Linked DNA regions of Pan troglodytes: region 1 is linked to region 2. A link is a contact called in public Hi-C data. All regions are on one chromosome and are shown on one strand. Each heading gives the region's core, a stretch centred on a gene start, on an enhancer-like site or on the middle of the called end of the contact. The rest is flanking DNA. Distances are from core to core; before and after follow the strand shown.

What was found. Hi-C and Micro-C count contacts between places; a contact is called where the count stands out from the background.
Region 1: a Hi-C map of induced pluripotent stem cells shows a contact between it and region 2, with 1.6 times the contacts expected there. The contact joins two enhancer-like sites. A contact is called at or near these places in 3 of 7 Hi-C or Micro-C datasets (induced pluripotent stem cells and stem cell-derived neural progenitor cells).

Annotation. Positions count from the first base shown.
Region 1 is chr22:43,178,718-43,185,405 of NHGRI_mPanTro3-v2.0_pri, reverse strand. It overlaps SLC37A1 (solute carrier family 37 member 1), which reads right to left. Exons shown (of 22, transcript XM_063803463.1): 6 at 1-258. Among named protein-coding and RNA genes, the nearest start is that of SLC37A1, 32 kb to the right of the region's middle. Within about 2 kb of position 3,940, at least 7 of the 24 cell types and tissues checked have an H3K27ac peak or open chromatin away from gene starts, as enhancers often do. A contact at or near this core is called in induced pluripotent stem cells, where this site is marked.
Region 2 is chr22:43,111,373-43,117,849 of NHGRI_mPanTro3-v2.0_pri, reverse strand. No RefSeq gene overlaps it. Among named protein-coding and RNA genes, the nearest start is that of RSPH1, 36 kb to the left of the region's middle. Within about 2 kb of position 4,334, at least 4 of the 24 cell types and tissues checked have an H3K27ac peak or open chromatin away from gene starts, as enhancers often do. A contact at or near this core is called in induced pluripotent stem cells, where this site is marked.

The DNA of each region.
Region 1 (6,688 bases), core at 2,691-5,190, 68 kb before region 2:
CCCTCCTCTCCCAGCAGCCTGCCCAGGGCACCTGCACCCTGCATTCTAAGAGGGACACAAGGCGCTGCTGGCGGTGTGTCTGCAGGACCCACAAGAATGCCTGCTGGTGACGTTTCAGCAGGACTCTCCAGCAACCCCACTCCTGAGCACGTGACGAACATAAGCCATCTTCATATGCCACCGGAAGACGAGCCTCGGGAGCAGTTTTAGTTCTAAGAGCTCCAAGCTGAAAGCCGACTGCCTGTCATCCTTGACCACCTGTCCACAAGGAAGAAGGGGTACATTTTCCTAGATTCACACAACTCAACGCCACACACCCGTGAAAAAGAACAAGTTACAGGTCCAGGCAACAATGAGGATGAACCTCACAAACATAACATGAAGCAGAAGAAGCCAGACACGAAAGAGTACAGACTGCAGCATTCCACTCATAGGAAGTCCAAGCATGGGCAACGAATCCATGCGGCTAGAGGTGAGAGTCACGGTTACCTAAAGGGGGACAATGTGGGACAGGGGATGGGGAGCTGTCTGGGAGCCAGAAAGGGTCCATCCCTTAACCTAGAGGATGACTACCCCTATGGGCATGTACAGATCTGCCAAACTGTACACTGAAGATTTGTATACTTAGTAAGTGTAAATCATACCTCAATTTAAAAATATCCCTGGGGCAGGGGACCACCCACCCACCAAACTGTCCACAGAACCAGCAAGCAGGGCCAGGGTTGGAGACACTTGTCTGGGAGGTGGGAGGAGGGGAAAGCCATCACCCTGGAGTTTGGTGACTGGCTGTGTGAGCATGTTACTTGCTGCCCCTGCCTCGGTCTCCCCCTCTGCAGACAAGGCTGCTGCCCAGTTACAGAAGTCACTGGGACCCGTGACGCTGAACACCAGGCTTTTTGCACAGAGCTTAGGATGGCACGGCCCTTGTGAAACAAACCCTGGGCAGAGAGGAAAGCTCATGTGTCGGGAGGCAGAGGGGCCTGAGTGGGTGCTTCTCGTTGGGAGGCAGAGGGGCCTGAGTGGGTGCTTCTCGTTGGGAGGCAGAGGGGCCTGAGTGGGTGCTTCTCGTTGGGAGGCAGAGGGGCCTAAGTGGGCTCTTCCTCAGCGCATTCCTTGGGAAGAGGAACAACACTTCCAGGACAGCGCCACATGTGGCAGGGGCTCGTCTTGTTGCGGGGGAAACTGAGGAAGACAGAATGTGCTCTGTGACTGTGTGTCCCTCCCTGGTGGCCTCTGTCACTCCCATGCTTCTCTTCTCAGGGGCCTCTGTAGTGATCATTCTGCACTATTCAAGACTCAAAGGAGTTGCCCCATCAAGCGTGAGTGATGGCGGCAAGTGAAGTCCTTGTGGTCAGAGGGGTGTCCCTTAGGGGGATCGAGTGCCCATTCAGTGCCCATGATACCAGAGGGGTGTCCTCGTGAGCTGGAACCTGAGAGAGGCCAGGGGTCTGGAGGGCAGTGCACAAAGCTGGCTCCAGGTCAGGGCACAGAACGCGGGGCAGGGAGCCACCCCAGTGCCCAGGCAGGCAGCAGCCGGAAGTCCTGCCCCTCCTCTTCAGGAGGGAGTGGCCAACACGGCTGGCCACTTTCAAAAGGCCAGGGCTTTTGAATCGGAGCTAGACACCCTGATTTATAGCTGGCAGCACGTGGGCCACGTCACTGAGTCCTGGCATGTCACACGGGATGCAGCTGCTCCATGGTCACGTGACTCTGCCGTCATCACTGGGCTGTTCTGCTATAATTAAACACTGTCCCCAAAAACTAGCCAAGGGCTCTACTTTACAATGCAAAGTCATCATCTGCCCGGCAGCTCCCTTGGCAGAGCTGGTCCTCCCTGGAGGCGCCATGCTGACCTCCTGGCATCTCAGGAAGAGAGTGCTTTCATTTGCTCCCCGACTGCTTGGGGCCCCCTGGCTGCTCCTGCTTGTGTTTTAAGTTCTCCACCCAAGGTGGACGTGAGGGGCTGGGAGTGTGATCCTGAGACCCAGGGCGGGTGCCTGCAGCCCTTCCTCTCTGTATCAAGCTGGTATCTGCGGCCTTTCTCCATTCACCTGCCGCCTTGTTGGACACTTCTCCTCCTTGGCACCTTCAGAAGCCAGGTGTTTCTGCCCACCTTTCCCTGCTGCCTCCCATGGAAGTCAATCTGGCCACACCCAAAGGACCTAAGCATCGCCACTACAATTCACCTCTGACTGAAGAAAGCCACAGCTAGGGCAGGAATACAGGACATTCCCCGGCTGAGGGAGAATCATGTGCAGGGAGAAGCTGAAGTTTCTAACATTAACCTGGCGCAGAAGAAAGGAAAAAGAGATTCTGCAGGCCGCCGCTTAAAACAGAATTTTATATCCTTTGTGATTTAATATTTCTGGGGAGGAACCACCTGTGGAAAACATATCCGATTAGAAATGCTCCCTTTTTTTCATAAATAAGCAGAAAAGTTTTTCTAGTTTTGTTATGTAATGAGTGGGGGTCTCACATCCTGGTTAGGGATATAGGCTTCGGCAGCAGACAGGCCTAAGCTGGGATCTTGGTGCCTCTCTGTGGCTTCTGGCCTTGGTGACATCACTTACACTCCCTGGCCATCAGTTATGGAGTTGGCATGACAATGCCTGTGTCCCAGCGTTACTATAAAGATGGACCATAATCAGAGTGTGCCTCTCTGGCCCTCTGCCCCTGGGAAGGGTCCAGAAAAGGGCCGCTGTGAGTCCGGGCGCCTCTCTGGCCCTTCTCCTTGATGTTGGAAAGGTCACCTTCACCTGCACCCCGCAGACCTGTTGGAAGGCTGCTGCCAAAGCCATCGAGATTTCATATTACTCCAGCACAAAGAGTTCTGAGGATATTTACATAACCACAGGTTTTCAACAACATTGCTATATTTCAGTATTTCTATGAGTTTTATCCCCCAAACGTGGCGTTCCAGAGACAATGCAAACTTAATTAGGTTAAGATGAACTGGTAAGCAAACCCCTAGCCAGGTGAGCAAATTCTCACCAAAGCGCTTCAGGGAAGCACCCTCACCTCTGCATAGCCACACCATCCCTGTGGAAATACTTGGGGAGGGGGTCAAGTCCTTTGGGAAACGTCTGCTTTCATAAAAGCAGCTTTCTTCACACCTTTTTACACAAGTGCCTTTCAACAAGTTACATACAAAATCAACCTGCGACATCAGGTAGATATTAAAAACTGATCAGGCAAAAGCCTCTGCAGCAACTGAACTCCACACTTATGTGAGGTGGGAGGCTGAGTGGGCCCTGTGAACACGCGGGCATCACGGCTGCTAAAGCGTCCATGCAACACACAGAACAGCAACAAAAATAAACAGCAGATGCCATCGCGGGTGGAGGGTGGGGGTGGGAGAAGAAAGGTGCCAATCTTCTGGAAGAACCCAGGAAACCGCCAGGAGTCACAGCGCGACGAGTGTGCAGGGAAGGCGGCGGGGCCGGGAGTCACAGCGCGACGAGTGTGCGGGGAAGGCGGCGGGGCCGGGAGCTGGCAATGTCTTCTGTCTACAGACTCCCTCGCCACATCCAGCCCTCCCCACCCCTCCCACTGGCAGCGAGAGGAAATCCCGTCCGGGGAGCAGCAGGCAGCTGCGGTGGGAATTTCATGACACTAGAAAAGACTGGACTCCTCCCTCATCCTACACCTGCAGAGCCCCACGCGGTCATTTAGGCACAAACATTCACTGTATTTGCCTGCATTCCACGAAGGCTCCGTTCTTTCCATGCTGAATTTGAGCCACTTCGCAGACAGAAACCACTCATTCCTGCCCTGGGTTCTCAGCCCCCACCTAAGTTGCCTAAGACTACAGCCATGTGACACATTCTCTGCAGCAGGTACGTGGCCTCCAATAGAGGAGATTATCAGGCAGTCTGGAGGGTGCAGGAGCCACTGAAAGGCAACAGTGAGAGGACAGGACAGGAGCAGGGGATTCGGGCCTCACTGAATCCCCCTGGAGGACAGTGGGGTTAGGCCAGTTTCACTCCACCTTCAGCCAACACAGAGGGTGTGTGTGTGTGTGTGTATCATCTGCATTTGACGATCTGTCTAGTCAACTTTACGTGGCTCATTAGGCTGTGTGGGTGCACTGATTCTAACCAGTCCTTCACATTCCTTTTATAAGGCTACAAGAATTCTCCAAAGCATTATCTAAGTCCTGGAAGAGCAATTAAAGTTTTGGTACCAAAAGTAGGAGCGACCAGCCAGGCTCTCCCCCACAGACAACAGCACCTGCCCACGGCCAGCCTCCTGCGATGAGTCACAGGTGCCACGTGAAATGCATTATACACACTCAGGGACAGACATGCAAATGCTCCACTCATGAAGGATACAGAAATAGATGGAGGAGCTTCTTGGTCATTGTTTACTTCTCAAAAATGGAATCATTCTATACATCCTTATGCACATGTTAACTTCTTACTCAAAATACCTCCTGGAAATGTTTCTGAGTCAACTGGTTTGCCTGTGATAAATTCTTTTAGGGACCTGCACATTTCATAATATGGACTTGTGATAATTTATTCAAACTTTTACCTACTTATTAGGTTCCCTTGATATCCAGCATTGTTTTTTTTCCTTTTTGCTTTTTTTGGTCACTACAAAGCTGCCATAAAGATGCTTATGAAGATATTCCTAAGTAAGGTGCTTTTATTTTTAGGGTGAAATTCCCAGAAGTATGTCTGAAGGCTGTAGTATTTTTTATTTCACTGGGTGTCACCAAAAGGTGCTAACGCTTGACATCCCATCAAGAACGCATGAAAATTCCTCTCCCCTCACCAGTGAATAGCACTTACTGCCCTGGGCAATGCTGTGCCAGCCACTGAGCACAGTGTTGCCTTAATTTGCATATGGAATACCGGCAGACTCGAACGCCATTCACATATTTCCTGGCGATCTGAATTCCGTGTCTGTAAACTGCTTGTTCATCCCCCTCACCCGTTGTTTCTTTGGGTTTCCTAACTTCACACTCACTCCTACGATAAACATAATTTTCTTCTTGGATTTTTACTTTTTGTATTTTACATTCATGTCTTTAATCCATTTATTTTATTTTATTTTTTTGAGATGGAGTCTCACTCATGTCGCCCAGGCTGGAGTGCAGTGGTGTGGTCTCAGCTCACTGCAACGTTCGCCTCCCAGGTTCAAGTGATTCTCATGCGTCAGTCTCCCAAGTAGCTGGGATTACAGCTGCCCGCCACCATACCCAGCTCATTTTTGTCCATTTAGTAGAGATGGGGTTTTAGTAGAGATGGCCAGGCTGGTCTCGAACTGCTGACCTCAGGTAATCCACCTGCCTCGGCCTCCCAAAGTGCTGGGATTACAGGTGTGAGCCACAGTGCCTGGGCCATTTGTTTTTATAAAATAGGGATTCAATATTTATTTCTTCCTGACGAATAACCAGTTGTGCCGACACCATTTATTAAATTTATTAAATAAGCTCTGTCAAATATTCCATATTTTCTAATCTATTCTACTGACCTTTTTGTCTATTCTCATGTAATATTATAATTTGATTATGGTATTAAAATATGTTAATCTTTTGCATATTTTCATATCATAAAATGTTATCTTTACACTTTTCTTGATAATTCCTGGACATTCTTTCATACAAACTTTAAGATTATTTTATTCAATTAAAAAAAACCCTGCTAAGATTTTCACTGGAGTTGCATTTTATTTAAATATTAACACTGGGAGAATTGGAACTTTCCAAATAACAAGTTTCCCACCCATAGTACATACTTCCAGCTTTTCAGACTTTGTTTTCTGTCTGCCACTGAGGATTATTTTATTTCATTTTTTTTGAGATGGAGTTTCACTTTGTCACCCAGGCTGGAGGGCAATGGTGCGATCTCGGCTCACTGCAAACTTCGCCTCCCGGATTCAAGCTATTCTCCTGCCTCAGCCTCCCCAGTAGCTGGGATTACAGGCGCCCGTCACCATGCCTGGTTAATTTTTTTTGTATTTTTAGTATAGATAGGGTTTCACTATGTTGGCCAGTTTGGTCTTGAACTCCTGACCTCAGGTGATCCGCCCACCTCGGCCTCCCAAAGTGCTGGGATTACAGGCGTGAGCCACTGCGCCTAGCCAGTTTTCTCCTTTTAAGTCCTGTGTGTCCACAGAGGGGTGGGCACACTCACATTCAAATCAATGCTGCCATCCCCCTGGCTCCAGGGACCCCTGCAGTTTAAGCTTCTCCAGGAAGCCTCTGCTTTCAGGTTTCTTTTCTGGCCCAGTCCAGGGGAAAAGAGCTCGCGCTAAGATCTCTGCTGGGAGTCAGACTCACCTGTCTACCAGCTTGGGCAGACGCTTGCCTTGAGTCCTGAGGCTGGGCCACAGCTGGAGCAGCAGGTAGAAGGGACAGGGTTGCACTTATAACACTACTATCCTCCCAGCCCTGGTTTTATCATCATCATCGAGAAAAATACAATTAATCAGCAGTGATCAAAGGTAAGTCTAAACATTCCATTTAACTAACTTCAATGTGACCTGGTGTGCCATGTCATTCTATAAATGACATAACAGAATAAGAATCACTTTCTAATTCACAGCCTCTGGTTCAATTTCAAGTAAGCAAATATATTTTGCTTTGGTTTTGCTTACAATATTCTGGGAAATGCAGGCTGTAAATAATCACTCAACTGTTTTGTGGGTCAACAGAATCACTACTACTTTCAGTTTCGTTGAT
Region 2 (6,477 bases), core at 3,085-5,584:
GAGTCTCCTTGGCGTCAGCATCCTCAGAGCAGGCCCCCGGCCAGTGTAATCGTCCGATGGGCTCTTCCTGTCCACTGCACAGACAAAATCAATTTACCGAGGCCACGGCATTGCAGTAGAGAAGAGGTGTCACTGACACGAGGCTGGCCCACGCAGAAGAACTGGAGTTACTACTCAAATCATTCTCCCCAAAGCCTTGGACACTAGGGTTTTTATGGACAGTTTGGTGGGCAGGAGGCTAGGGAATGGGTGCTGCTTATTGGTTAGGGATGAAATCATAGGGGTGCAGAAAATGGTCCACATGTACTGAGTCTGCATCTGGGTGGGGCCACAAGACCGGTTGAGTCATGAGTCCCAGATCCCCAAAGGGTCAGTCTGGAAAAATAATAATAATTAAAAAAAAAAACTTAGGTTTTACAATAGTGATGTTATTTATAGAAGCAATTGGGAAAAATCACAAATCCCCACATGGCCCCTGGAAAGAAGGGATTATAGAAACTATGCCTACATTTTAGCAGAATTCAGGTCCCTCCTATAATCCTATTCTTGTGGCCTTTCATTAGTCTTACAAGGTGGTTTTCAGTTCCTGAGCACGGATGGGGTTAGTTTTAGGAAGGGACTGTTATCATCCTTGCTTTCAAGTTAAACTATAAATTCTCCCCAAAGTTAGCTTGGCCTGTGCCCAGGAATGACCAAGGATGGCGTGGTAGTCAGAAGCAAGATAGAGTCAATGATGTCGGACTTCTCTTACTGTCATAATATACTGCAAAGGCAGTTTCACCGGAGCCTGTCTAGGGGATGTCTAGCACCACCCTGCATCAATGCCTTCCTGAGCGGGGGTTTTGGGACCTCCACCTTGGAGAAACCCTTCAACTCCACCTGCTCTTCCCCCAGCTGGTATGAGGGCTGGCCCTGACCCTGGATAACTTCTCTGTTCTCCTGCCCTGAGATCGCAGCCTCAGAGGACACTCTTGTTGGGACTGCACACAGCATTTTGTGGTTATGGTGGTGGTTTTGAGTGGGCAAGTAGATAGTGGAGAAAGGGGAGGAACTGTAGTCAGGGCACCATTAATAGAGGGAGGCAGGGAAGGGACAGAAGGTAGAAAAGGGTGGAGAAAGAAAGGCGGAGGGTGAAGGGAGCTGCTGCCGCTGCTATCTGAAATCATGGTGGAGCCATGGTTCAGGGTTAAGAATAGTTCTGGACAGAAATATCATTATAATTAAACATTAATCAGGCTACACTTTGACCCACTTCCTTGTAAGGGAAAGTCCCATAGCATGAGATACCAACCATCTGCACCCCACTGTTCCTCTAGACAGGAACTTCCCTGCTGTTAGAATCGTAAGGCTTCTGTTTAAGAATTGCTTAAGCAGATCCTGAATTCCAGCAGAACAGCTGTTGCCAACCGGTTTGAAGATCCCCACAACAGGAACCGAGTCAGCATGAGAACACCCTTTTTCCATCTCCCTGTCCACGGCTTCATTCCACTCTCCAACCTATCAACCATCTCCACACTGCAGCCTACGCCAAAACCCTTAAAAACCCTAGCCCCACACTCATTGGGGAGATAGAGTTGAGGTTTCCTGCCATTTCCTCTTCTGGTAGCCCCATGATTAAGCCTCTTTCTCTGCTGCAGCTCAGGGTCTTAGCATATTGATTTGCAGAGTGTATCAGGCAATGGACCTATTACAGGTACAAGGGAATCACACTATGAGAATGCTTTTCTTTCTTTCTTTCTTTTTTTTTTTAGAGATGGGGTCTCACTCTGTTCCCCAGGCTGGAGTGCAGTGGTGCAATCACAGCCCACTATACCCTCAACCTCTTAATTCAAGAGATCCTGCTACCTTAGTCTCCTGAGTAGTGGGACTATAGGTGAATACCACCAAGCCAGTCTCATTTTTTTTATTTTTTGTAAAGACAGGGTCTTGCTATGTTGCCCAGGGTGGTCTTAAACTCCTGGGCTCAAGCGATCCTCCCGCCTTGGCCTCCCAAAGTGCTGGAATTACAGCCATGAGCCACCAAACCCAGCTGAATACTTTTATTTCTAAACCGAAAGTAGCATGCAGCACTGGAATTCTGGAAGCCCTCAAGCAGGATTACAGACCCCAGGCCCTGCTGGAGCTGGTCAGCCACTACTCTCCTAAGTCACTCTTCCTTAGGGCTGCTGGCCCTGGGGTGGGGAGGGGATCATGCCCTGTGTTTACTGCCTCTGTCCCTGTCCACCGCTGCTGCTCTGTGGTTTACAGAGACAAGCGTCATTGCAGGGCCCACGTCATCGCGCCTTCCCCATCTCCACCTTGCTGCGCTCCTGCCTCACACTCACACGTGGTACCCTCGCCTGACCTGACCCGTACTTCCTGCCCCATGCTCCTCTTTTCCTCAGCCACTTCCTCCCATTTCACCCCGCACAGAGGCCTTCCCTGCCTCTAGACTCTTTAAGGCCTCTCTGGTGTCCTCTTTCCTGGCTCTTTTGTTTTTCTTTATGCTGTTAAACCAGGTTTAGCCTCCGTACATACTTAAGTTCAGCCTAAAGGTTTCTCTGTAAGTCGTGAACACTAACAAGTGGAGGTGTAAGCAGATTGGCCTACACCTGTGCCAATCACTGAGTTTTGGCCAATCAAATGCAGCCAACTGTTCGAACTGTATCCAAATAGGCAAATGCCGAGCTGTAAACAATGCAGCTGCATCCCTACCTCACTTCTGTTTTCTGTACGTCACTCTCCTTTTTCTGTCCATAAATATGCTTCCATCACGTAGCTGGAGTCTCTAAGCCTACCCTGGCTCAGAAGGCTGCCTGATTCGCATCGCAAATCATTCATTGCTCAATTAAACTCCTTTAAATTTAATTTGGCTGAAGTTTTTTTTTTTTTTTTTTTTTTTTTTACCAATGCCATTTACCATAATTTGCAATTCATCCAGTCAATAACTATTTCTGGAAAGCTAAGGGTGTGCCAGGCACTGTGCCTGGGGCTGGGGTAGGCCAGGGATGCCCTCCAAGCATTCGTTATTCGGACCCCGTATTAGAAAGTTGGTAGAGAAGCAAAAGTGGTCAGACTGCCTTGAAAATATTTGCCACAAACGCACCATTTAAAGGCTGCACCCTCACTGAACACCTGCCCTGTTTAGCCTGAGCATCTCTCTGCCTCTAACCATTGTGTCCACGTGCTTGGCAATCAGTTTTTCTGATTGTCAAATTTTCCACAACACAATACAAATATAACACCAATGGATGGCAAAGGGAAATTTTCAATCTTGGAAACGCTGTAAGGTTTCATGGAATTGATTAACATTATGTGGGGGACTACTCAAATTATACACAAAGCTACTGACAAAGGAGGTTCTGGAAAAATGAGACTAAGTAACAATAGGGTATGAGACTGTCAACAACTAGTCCTTTGTTTCCTTACTTAGGGGGATACAAGAAAAAACAAACAAACAGAAACAAACCAGCCCTGACAAAACAAATAATTTAATTCAAAGGATGATGAAGAGCTCTTGGGAAAATTAAAGGCCATACACATTTTTGTAAAAATGACTCTTTTGCTGAACACATGATGTATTAAGTCAAACATGAAGTTAAAAATGTTGCGTTCTGCTCTCATAAAACATAGTCAGAAAATGTATAAGAACTCTACCGCCACCGTTAATGTTGACTTACTATTATTTTAAGAATTTGGGCATAGTTGCAATTTTGCCTAATTTACCTTTTTAAAATACAAGGTAAAATGGACCAATGTTCATAATTTTTAATTGATCAAGATAGACTCTAAATCAAACCCTACTTCTCACTATTTACTTTGTATTTTGGTTTAACAGGATATGCTGTGCATGACTTTGTACTGTTTATCTCCTGATAAGAACTTCCTGCTGTGTTAATTTGCATAATTACCTTTGTGCTGACCCTCCCCCTCACTGAAATGTGAGGTCTGTGAAGGCACCATCCTCTCAGTCAGGATCCCAGCAGGAAACAGATGGCCTCTCACCATAGGAGAGTTCAAGGGCCCTCATGTTGGAACCCTGTGATAAAGGTGACAAACTGCCTTAAGTCTGGTACCTGGGATTTAGCCATGAGGCAGGATTCTTCCTAGCAGACCTGGGCTTTCCCCACCTAAATATGTCAAACAGCACTTAGTAGGTCTCTGTCTCATGTCTGGGGTGCCTGTGACCAAGGACCCATTGCCATAGACAATTATGGGTCAAAATACTGTTACCTGCAATCCCTCGCTCCTTGGGGCATTGAGACCTGCCTTGTCTCTGATGGTTAAGAGCCACCCCTACTCTGGTGCTTAGAGTGGCGCGGCCTCCAGCCCACAGAGGACGGCCCACAGAGCTGGTGAAGGACTCACCAATGCATTTCCTCTCTTCCTCTGGGCCCCTTGGGGAAGAAGCATATTAGGGAAGGTCTGAGTCAGTTGAAAATAGTAGGCGCCTTTCTACATTTCTATTTCCTTGAGTCTTTGAGCTCTGTTCTCTAGAGCGTGCCAGGATTTCAAGCTTTTCAATCTCATTAACTTTGTCCAATTAGCCAACCTGGAGGATTATTAACCACTTTCTCAGGGGTTGAGCCAACATATTAAACCCTGAAACCCAGCCTAATCCAGGCTCGCTCTCTTCCATGTGGGGCAGGCACTGTCAGACTCCACCCCACACTTGCTCCCAGGCTCTAGCTGCTACCTGCTGGAGTGGACCTGCAGCTCCATGTTGAGGCAACCTCCTCCCAGGGGGGTCTTGGGCCCTCCTCACCCTGCCTCTGATGGTCTCAACTGTTTTCTGGGACTGGAGGCAATGAGAGGTGTGAGGTGGGTCCTGGGGAAGTGGCATCAGCTCAAGAGGCAACTTCCCCAGGTGCAGTCATTGCAAGGCTTTTTAATAGAGGAGTGTTGGGTTCCATGGGGGATGGGAGGTGAAAGGAGGAAAAGGGGGCAAAAGGGAGGGGGAGGGAAAGGAGGAGAGAGGAGGGGAGAAAGAGAAGGGAGAGCAAAGGGGAGCTGCCTCTGTAGACAACAGGGGTTCAGGGGAATTGGCAGCTCCAAATTTCCAGCCTCTCTTTCTTCTCTGCCCAAATCTCTCCATGTGTCTTTCCCCATGGACACCTTGTATTAGTCTGTTCTTGTACTGCTATAAAGGACTACCTGAGACTGGGTAATTTATAAAGAAAAGAGGTTTAATTGACTCAGGGATCTGCAGGCTGTATAGGAAGCATGGCTGGGAAGGCCTCAGGAAACTTACAATCATGGCGGAAGGCGACAGGGAAGCAGGCACCTCTTACAAGATCAGGGCAGGAGGAAGAGAGAGAAGGAGGAGGTGCCACACACTTTTAAACCAGATCTCGTGAGAATTCTATCATGAGAAGAGCAAGGTGGAAATCCACCCCCATGATCCAGTCACCTCCCACCAGGCCCCACCTCCAATACTTGGGATTACAATTGAACATGAGATTTGGGTGGGGACATATCACACCCTTTCCTTGTAAGAGATCAGGCAGGGTTGAGCATTTAATCGGAACCTCAGTGCTGCTCCTTATAATCAGGCCCATTCTTGGCCCTTGGCACAGATGTCCTGGGACCAGAGAGATGAGGGATCCCTTCAAAGCTGCCCTGGAAGCCGCTGGGTCTCTGCACCTGTTCTTAATTGTATGCTTGTGGTTTTACATTTCTCCTTTTCCCTGGGCAGGTGCCCTAGGGGGATGGTGACTGTGGCTCTGTGATCTCTAGTTGCCATAGTGACTGAGCACCACACGGACCTCCATGCTCTGCCTGCTGCCTGCACTTCCCCCCGTGCTATCCCTGAAGAGAGTTTCAGGAGCAGCGCCTGCTGTGGTGACTTGTGCCCCATTACTGACCAGCAAGGAAGTGACCTACACTTGCGGGTGACCCAGAGTCCAGTGCTAGGAGGTAACAGCAGCCCATTTGCCATTGTGAGCACCCCTGGGAGTCCCATCAGAATCAGAGGCTCCACACCCCTCCCTCAGTGCATGAACCATCCCCGTGTGGCCTGCTCCTAAGACCTTGACCACATTTCCACCACAGTCCTGTGGAAGCTGGCACACGGTAAGGGTTCCTGGAAGGCAAGTGATAGTCTCTGCAGCTCCCCAGTGAACCCAGGGCACTCCAGCCCTGCCCTCACACCCCACGTCACCTGGGGAAATGATACGGTTTTCGCCCACAGCTGAATCTTTGTAGTGAGAACTTCCTGCTCAGAGCTCTTAGTGAGCCCCTGGACAAAACCCAAAATGCTCAGGAGCCATGATCAAGGGTGGGGGCCAGGAGGGAAGTGGAGAACTGGGGCTGCTTTGGGGAGGGGCCACTGCTTGGCAGAGCCTCAGATCACAAGGGGGAATTTCTGTGGATTAAGAGCCTGCAATTTGATTCTTCATCACATTGTAGGAAGAAAAAAAAAAAAAGTGTATACAAATGGCATAGACACACACACATAGATACATATACACACACACATCTGTAGTTATGAAGTCACAG